Regions from separate parts of the Hordeum vulgare genome. Here region 2 is linked to region 1. A link is a contact called in public Hi-C data. All regions are on one chromosome and are shown on one strand. Each heading gives the region's core, a stretch centred on a gene start, on an enhancer-like site or on the middle of the called end of the contact. The rest is flanking DNA. Distances are from core to core; before and after follow the strand shown. Region 1 has its middle 9.1 kb from the start of LOC123429592. Region 2 overlaps LOC123425058 (probable mediator of RNA polymerase II transcription subunit 26b).

The links. A called contact is a pair of places that touch in the nucleus more often than the background predicts.
Region 2: a contact with region 1 is called in a Hi-C map of an unstated tissue, with 4 times the contacts expected there. The contact joins two enhancer-like sites. A contact is called at or near these places in 5 of 6 Hi-C or Micro-C datasets (leaf, seedling and an unstated tissue) and 1 of 1 datasets of contacts at active chromatin or transcription factors (embryo).

The regions. Positions count from the first base shown.
Region 1 is chr2H:67,701,706-67,704,872 of MorexV3_pseudomolecules_assembly, reverse strand. No RefSeq gene overlaps it. Among protein-coding and RNA genes, the nearest start is that of LOC123429592, 9.1 kb to the left of the region's middle. Within about 2 kb of position 1,407, at least 1 of the 3 cell types and tissues checked has open chromatin away from gene starts, as enhancers often do. A contact at or near this core is called in leaf, where this site is marked.
Region 2 is chr2H:67,874,773-67,878,148 of MorexV3_pseudomolecules_assembly, reverse strand. LOC123425058 (probable mediator of RNA polymerase II transcription subunit 26b) reads right to left here. Exons shown (of 9, transcript XM_045108722.1): 7 at 3,160-3,376; 8 at 2,939-3,080; 9 at 2,246-2,701. The coding sequence ends at 2,562. Among protein-coding and RNA genes, the nearest start is that of LOC123425058, 3.2 kb to the right of the region's middle. Within about 2 kb of position 1,533, at least 3 of the 3 cell types and tissues checked have open chromatin away from gene starts, as enhancers often do. A contact at or near this core is called in leaf, where this site is marked.

The DNA of each region.
Region 1 (3,167 bases), core at 158-2,657:
CGAAGAGAGGTAGCAAAGCAAAGAGAGACATCAATGTAGTGTTACTTATAAGTTATAAATACTGATAATTTATATAAACTACAACTATCATCATCACAAGTAATAGCAGTTGTAATGTAAATACAAATGAGAAGAAGGCTAAAAGAATATTTGATTTCCTTCTAATTTTCCTGAGGCGAACACAAACACAAAATGAGCAATCAAACTGAACTTGTTTAAAATGCAAGCTGCCACAAGCAGTCTTTTTACACAACACCACTCGAAATCTTATATGATATTATAAGATTATTTACGGTCAGAGATAGTTGTTCTGGGTGTTGCAATCATGGAAAAGAGTTGGCTATTTTATCTTCTTATTGTCTATTACTAGCAAAAAGGTCTGTGCGTTGCAACAGAAGAAAAAAAACACCATCTTCAATGGCGATGATCACATTATGTTCATATCTCATCGTATGATTTCGAAAATTTGTACACAGATGCAAGAAAATATTTCTTCTTTTAATTTTATTCACAATTCACAAGTTGAAACAATGTTCATATTTTTTTAAAAATATCATGGTTGGCAAAAAACTTGGTAACTCAAAGAATTATTCTGAATTTCAAGAAACATTTTTTAAAATATACTATAAAATTCCGATCCACCCTGACAATTAATTCTTCGAAATTCACTCAGGTATATAATCTGAAAGACTCGAAAGCATTACTGTTGAACTGCATACATTCGATCATTCGTGAACATTTATACAAATTTGGGAACATTTTTAAAATCGAAAACATCTTTTACTATTTATAAACATTTTTTAAAATTCCAAACAATATTTTATATTACGAACTATTTTTAAGTATTTTCTTGTGAATTGGCGAATAATTCATTTTTTTAATTATCAACCTTTTTTAATTGCGTTAAAGAAATTGCTCAAAATGATAGACTTTTTTTAATTCACGTATGTTTTCTCCAAAATTACGATACTTTTAATATGCAAATATTTTTACAAAAATCCCAAACAATTTTTGAATTTGCAAATATTTTATGTTTTATCAAACATTTATGTAAATTTAATTTTTTGAATTTCTAAAGTTTTTATTAATTTATATGAAATAGAAAAAATAAAAAGGAACAGATAAATAATAATTAAAAACTAAAAATCAGGCCCCCGCCCATGGGCTGGCCCAAATGGGCATGCTGTTTATTTTCCACTGAGCAGAGCGTAGTATAGCTGGTCCCTATGCTAACATTTATGTAAATATAATTTTTTGAATTTCTAAAGTTTTTATTGATTTATATGAAATAGAAAAAACAAAAAAGAACAGATAAATAATAATTAAAAAACTAAAAAACAGGTCCCCGCCCATGGGCTGGCCCAAATGGGCGTGCCGTTTATTTTCCACCAAGCAGAGCGTAGTATAGCTGGTCCCTATCCTTGGGCCGGCCCATGCGAGGATTCCCTGCAAAACCTTTTTTATAACTTATATGTGGCATTGATGGGTAATATTAGAGAATTTTAAAAACAATATTAATGACGTATCACAGAAGCAATAGGTGCTTTACTAGTAGGGATAGATCAGACACGACATTATTTGCATACCATCGACAAGCATAGGCAAAATTGAAAGAACCAAATTGTTACAATCATCTACAACATTCCTTTCTTGAAATTACTATTAATTTAACCAAGTGTGGAAGCAATATAATTTAACATTTGACACATGCAAATTATATAAAGGGTGCAGTACAAACATAGTAAAATGTATATGTTATTTTTTTCAGTGATGTGTACATGACTAATGACTGAGATACTAAAAGATAAAATGTTTCAAATAACATGACTCGTGATATAGGATACATGAATTAAAAAGTTCTGCCACCACTATCAACATCACTCTTTTTCTTTCGGTTCCTACAAAGCAATTTAACCCCTTCTAAAAATAATGAACCGTTAAAAATGCAGCCTCGCAAACAGATATGAATGTCACTCTCGAGCTTTAATAATTTCAGAATGAAAATAGAAGGACTGGATAGCAAATATTTCTAAAATAACATCTCAGGAATATCATATTTAAATAAGTAACATGCCAAAGTAAAAAAAAATATTAGATATGGGTGTTCATTTGAAAAAGAACTATATAAATAATAAAATACGTGTAAAATGACATTTAGGTTCCTGTACAGAATTCTAGTCAAGTGATGTGATAGTTTGTGCACATATAATAGGTTATAAAAGCAAAACAACTCGAGAATTCACTAAACGTCACAACACTGGCAGAATTTTAAAACAATGCTAAATCTCAAGAGAAACATCATATAAGCACAACATCCCTTCTTTGACATTGGGCGTATTGTAATCAGGGTTACTGTAGATGATTACCTATAGTGTAAATAAATTGATTATGGTATGTTTTACGACGGTAATTCATATTACCGGTATTTAGAAAGGAGGATATACCCCGGCCTCTGCATCTCGACAATGCAACCATTTTATTAATTATTCACAGAGACCTTACAAAATAATACATCAGTATATCTGAAGCCACCATCTAGGCAACACAACTGTCGCTACTCCTATCGCATTGATCAAGGCGTGCCAAATTCAAGCCTAATACCAAACAGACATCACACCAAAACCAAATATCTAAAGCTGGATGCCCCAGCCAAGCCACAATGCCGGAACTGGGTCACAAACCGGCCCGACACACTTTGAGAGGCCACTACCATCGTCTTTCACTAATCCATCTCGAGAACAGGTACTAGCGCACCAACCTTGCCAGGCTAGTCATCGACGCCACCACGACATCACACAACACCACCATCCTGCACGTATCCATCCACACACGTCCGCCGTCGAAACTCCGCAGCGCCAATGCCGCCGGGATCCGACATCGGCCTTACGGTAGATGTAACACAACTCCTCCTCTTGTCCCATCTAGAAAACACTTGCTCCAAAACAATGCCCACAGGAGGGAAAGCGACACTAAAACGCCGCCATCGTCCGATCCGGGAGACCTGGATCTAGGGTTTCCCCCGGAGCATCCTGAGCGTGATGAGGCAAACTGAAACGACGATGCCTCGACAAGGAAACGACATCGGAGACGTCGCCATCGTTCGCCATGACCATAGTCGACGCGATTTTCATTGGAAGTTGCACCAACAGGTGTGCGTCGCGGGCGTC
Region 2 (3,376 bases), core at 284-2,783, 170 kb before region 1:
GGAGTTTGATGACGTGTCTCGGGTATTTATCCCAATCTGATTCATTCAACAATAAGGGCTTCATTTTTTATGAGCCACCTTGGACGTCCGCAAAGATGCATATCAACGATGAAACCTCGTCGAGCTCGGGTAAGGAGGTGATCCGTCATTTTTTTCTTCGATGTTTGTTACGGTGATGGCGGAGTCAGGTACCGAGCGTTGGTGTTAAACTCAGAGATGTTTCGCTATCTTTTTAGTTTTATCATGTCGGTGTTTACGTGATTTGTATTTTGTTCTTTATGATATGAATGACATGCATATTATCATGAAAAAAAGTAAAGTATAATACTCGCTCTTTTCGAAAATAGTGGTCATGAAAATAAATGTATCTAGATGTATTTTAGTTATATATATACATTTACTTTTATCATTTTTGTGCTAAATAATTTCGAACGGAAGGAGTACTATTTTAGTGTTGAACTGGTGGGTTTCTTTTCTGGGCCGGAGAGAGCGTGCATAAATTTTAGTTCGAGATATGACTTTCTTAGTTAGTTCCAATCTGTGACCACATGATTGAAATTATTGATTGAGTACACCCGCAAAAAAGAAAGATTATGGTTGAGTAGGCCGCGTGCAATTCGAAACCGATTACCATCTTTAGAAGATGAAAAGTCAAATTTCAAGCCTATGAAATGTTTATATTTTCCTTCCCCGGAATCCAAAAGCTAGAACAATGCTACCGCCATATCAGTATTGATAGAGACATTTCCCGGATGGACCGCAGTTTTGCCGAGAACTATTGTACGATATAGACCTTGCTCCTTGCTTAATAGGAAAATATACTTTCTACTTGTGGATTATGTTGAAAATTGTGGAGGTTGCTTCAAGCTTGACAACACCGGTGCTATTTTATTGTACAACCTGATCGATGGGTTTCTCGCCAACTTGCAATACACGGAACATAAATTCGGCGACTCGCAAATCTTTTCTTTGATTGCGTAGCGTTCGTGTTAGTATTCAAAGAGGGAAACCCGTCTTTAGGCGGCGCAAGTGCCTTCTTAATAAGATTATTAACTTTTCCTCCCGACAGTCCAAAACTAGAATAATATCAATACCGCCAGTAGCTTCAGTAGACGTTTTCGAAAGTGCACGGCGTACGCGACGGAACAGAAGCGCCTCCATGTCCACCGTCAAGAACAGAACGCCGTCACGCACCGGAGATTTGACTGGCGGTTTTTGTACATCATGGACGGCTGCAAAGTTTCACCTTTTTACCAACTGAATAGATTAAAAAAAAGGAGAAGAAGGAATCTCAGGTCATGAGTTGGTTAGCCAGTCGGGGCCACAGGGTCTTGTCCCGCAGAGGATCCCGCGAGCCGCGCCGCAAGTGCGTAGTACTACGTACTAGTACTCCCGCCTGGGGAGGGGCCAATGCTTTCCTTTCCCTCCATATTTAAACGGCCGGGTGGCGGGGCACCCGACGCCCGGGTGGCGGTCACGCTGGGAAGTAGGGGCCATGCAGCCGCCGATCCACCAGGACCCACGCGTCAGCGGCACCGGCGTCGCCGCTCGCGTGTCATTCTCATCCGTGCAGGTGGCGCCAGGGCTCCGGGCTCAAGGCCAGAGTAGTGCACGAACCATTCATGGGCAGTGAATGATCATCCGTCCGTTTGTTCAAGAAAAGAGGAAGAAGAAGAAGAAACCAAGTGTAAAATTCAAAGCGGCCGCCCGTGGTTTAGGGCGTTCACACAAAGCTAGCCTGCCCCCCTTTGGCCTGGGCATCCATCCCAATTAAAAACTGACCGATTCCATTCAACACTTGTACAGGTGACTCATCTCATTTCGGACCAGGCATGGAATGATCCCTTTGCCCGTTTGAAAAAGGGACACGCACTGTCCTGGTCAAGAAAGGCCGGTGGGTGGGTGTCCTACCAAATGAGGGCAAACCTTGAAATAAACTATTGATCATTCCAAACAAACAAAAATGGAGTGAATCTGTCCTAATGGAAGCACTTTTTGGAAGTAAAAAAATTTGAGTTGATGAAACCACTGCTAGCCATGCACATTTCACATTTGAGCAAAGAAAATCTGCAGGGCTGCCAGCTCTAGTCCAAGTATTTGCAGTGTGGGGAGGACAAGATACTCCGGCTTCATCAAAAAGGCATGCATACCCCCAAAAGGCGTCTCAGGCTGAAAGGCAATGCAGGGCCGCTGCAACCACGACAAGGCAAGCAGAGGACACGATCATGCCATCCGGCAACTCTGGTGAACCGTTTGCGTTCCATCCGAGGAAGCAAAAAAACACCATCGATTAGTATCACAAACTAGTCTCATCTTTACAGGTTTTGACGGACACTATAATGCTGACCCAGCCATCATCATCATCATCATCATCAAGAGCAAAAACAAAAAAAAGAGTCAAACACAGGAGAGCGCCAACGCGGCTCCGGGACACAGTTTCACGAGGAAGCCTTATTGCTGATGTTATGTACCGGGCTGGGCTCTTACGCCGCCCGCCGACCGACCAAGGGCGGAAATGAAACAAAGGTATGTTCTAACGGTAGATGGAGGGAATCGGCGCCTCATTTCGACCAATTCCGGTTGTTGTTGGTGTTGCTGCTGTTGTTGTTGTTCCTCGCCTTGGCACTCGGCTGCCACCCTCGGTTCCCCTGCTTCCGTATATCTTGCGGATCCACCATCTGTACAGTCCTCTGCTTCTTTGCTGCAATGACGGTAAAATTGACATCATTACTCAAATCACATATAAAGCTGAAGCAGTGAAGTTCACTGGTTATGTTCTCTTTGGCAAAAAATAGTATTCCTACTTGACTGTTTGGTTACAATCTAAGCTAAGAGGCAATCAGACCAGTTCAAGCCATAATTTACAGCCAGGAATTATGTGACGTAGCCACGGATAATAATAACAAACAAACCCAAAGTTTCATGGTCAAACACATACCGTTGTCGAATTCTTGGTACCCTTCCTGAAGCTTTCGCTTTGTCATCTCTAGCTTCGAGTTAGTTGCCATTTCTAGCTTTGCATTCTTTGCAAGATCTAGCTTGGCTCGAAGCGAGTTCGCATCAGGATTGCTTGCAGGTTTCTACAGGGCAGACGGATAATTTAGGATTAGTATAAATGAGACAAGCACAAAGATTATGTTCAAAGTGCAATATGCTCACATCAGATGGCACCGGTTGCGGTCTGCCTTGAGCGGGCGAAGCACCCTGCTGCTGCTTAGGCCTCACTTGAGGTCTCCCAGGACCCGACTCTGCACTTGAGGGCTTCGCCAGCATGGCTGCAATGAATTGCTCCCTCGTTTGCCCATTGGCCAGTTCTTGCGGCCGTGATTGCCTTGCTGCAGATTGTTCTTGCCTCCAGCTCTGGTCAGGGTCATAC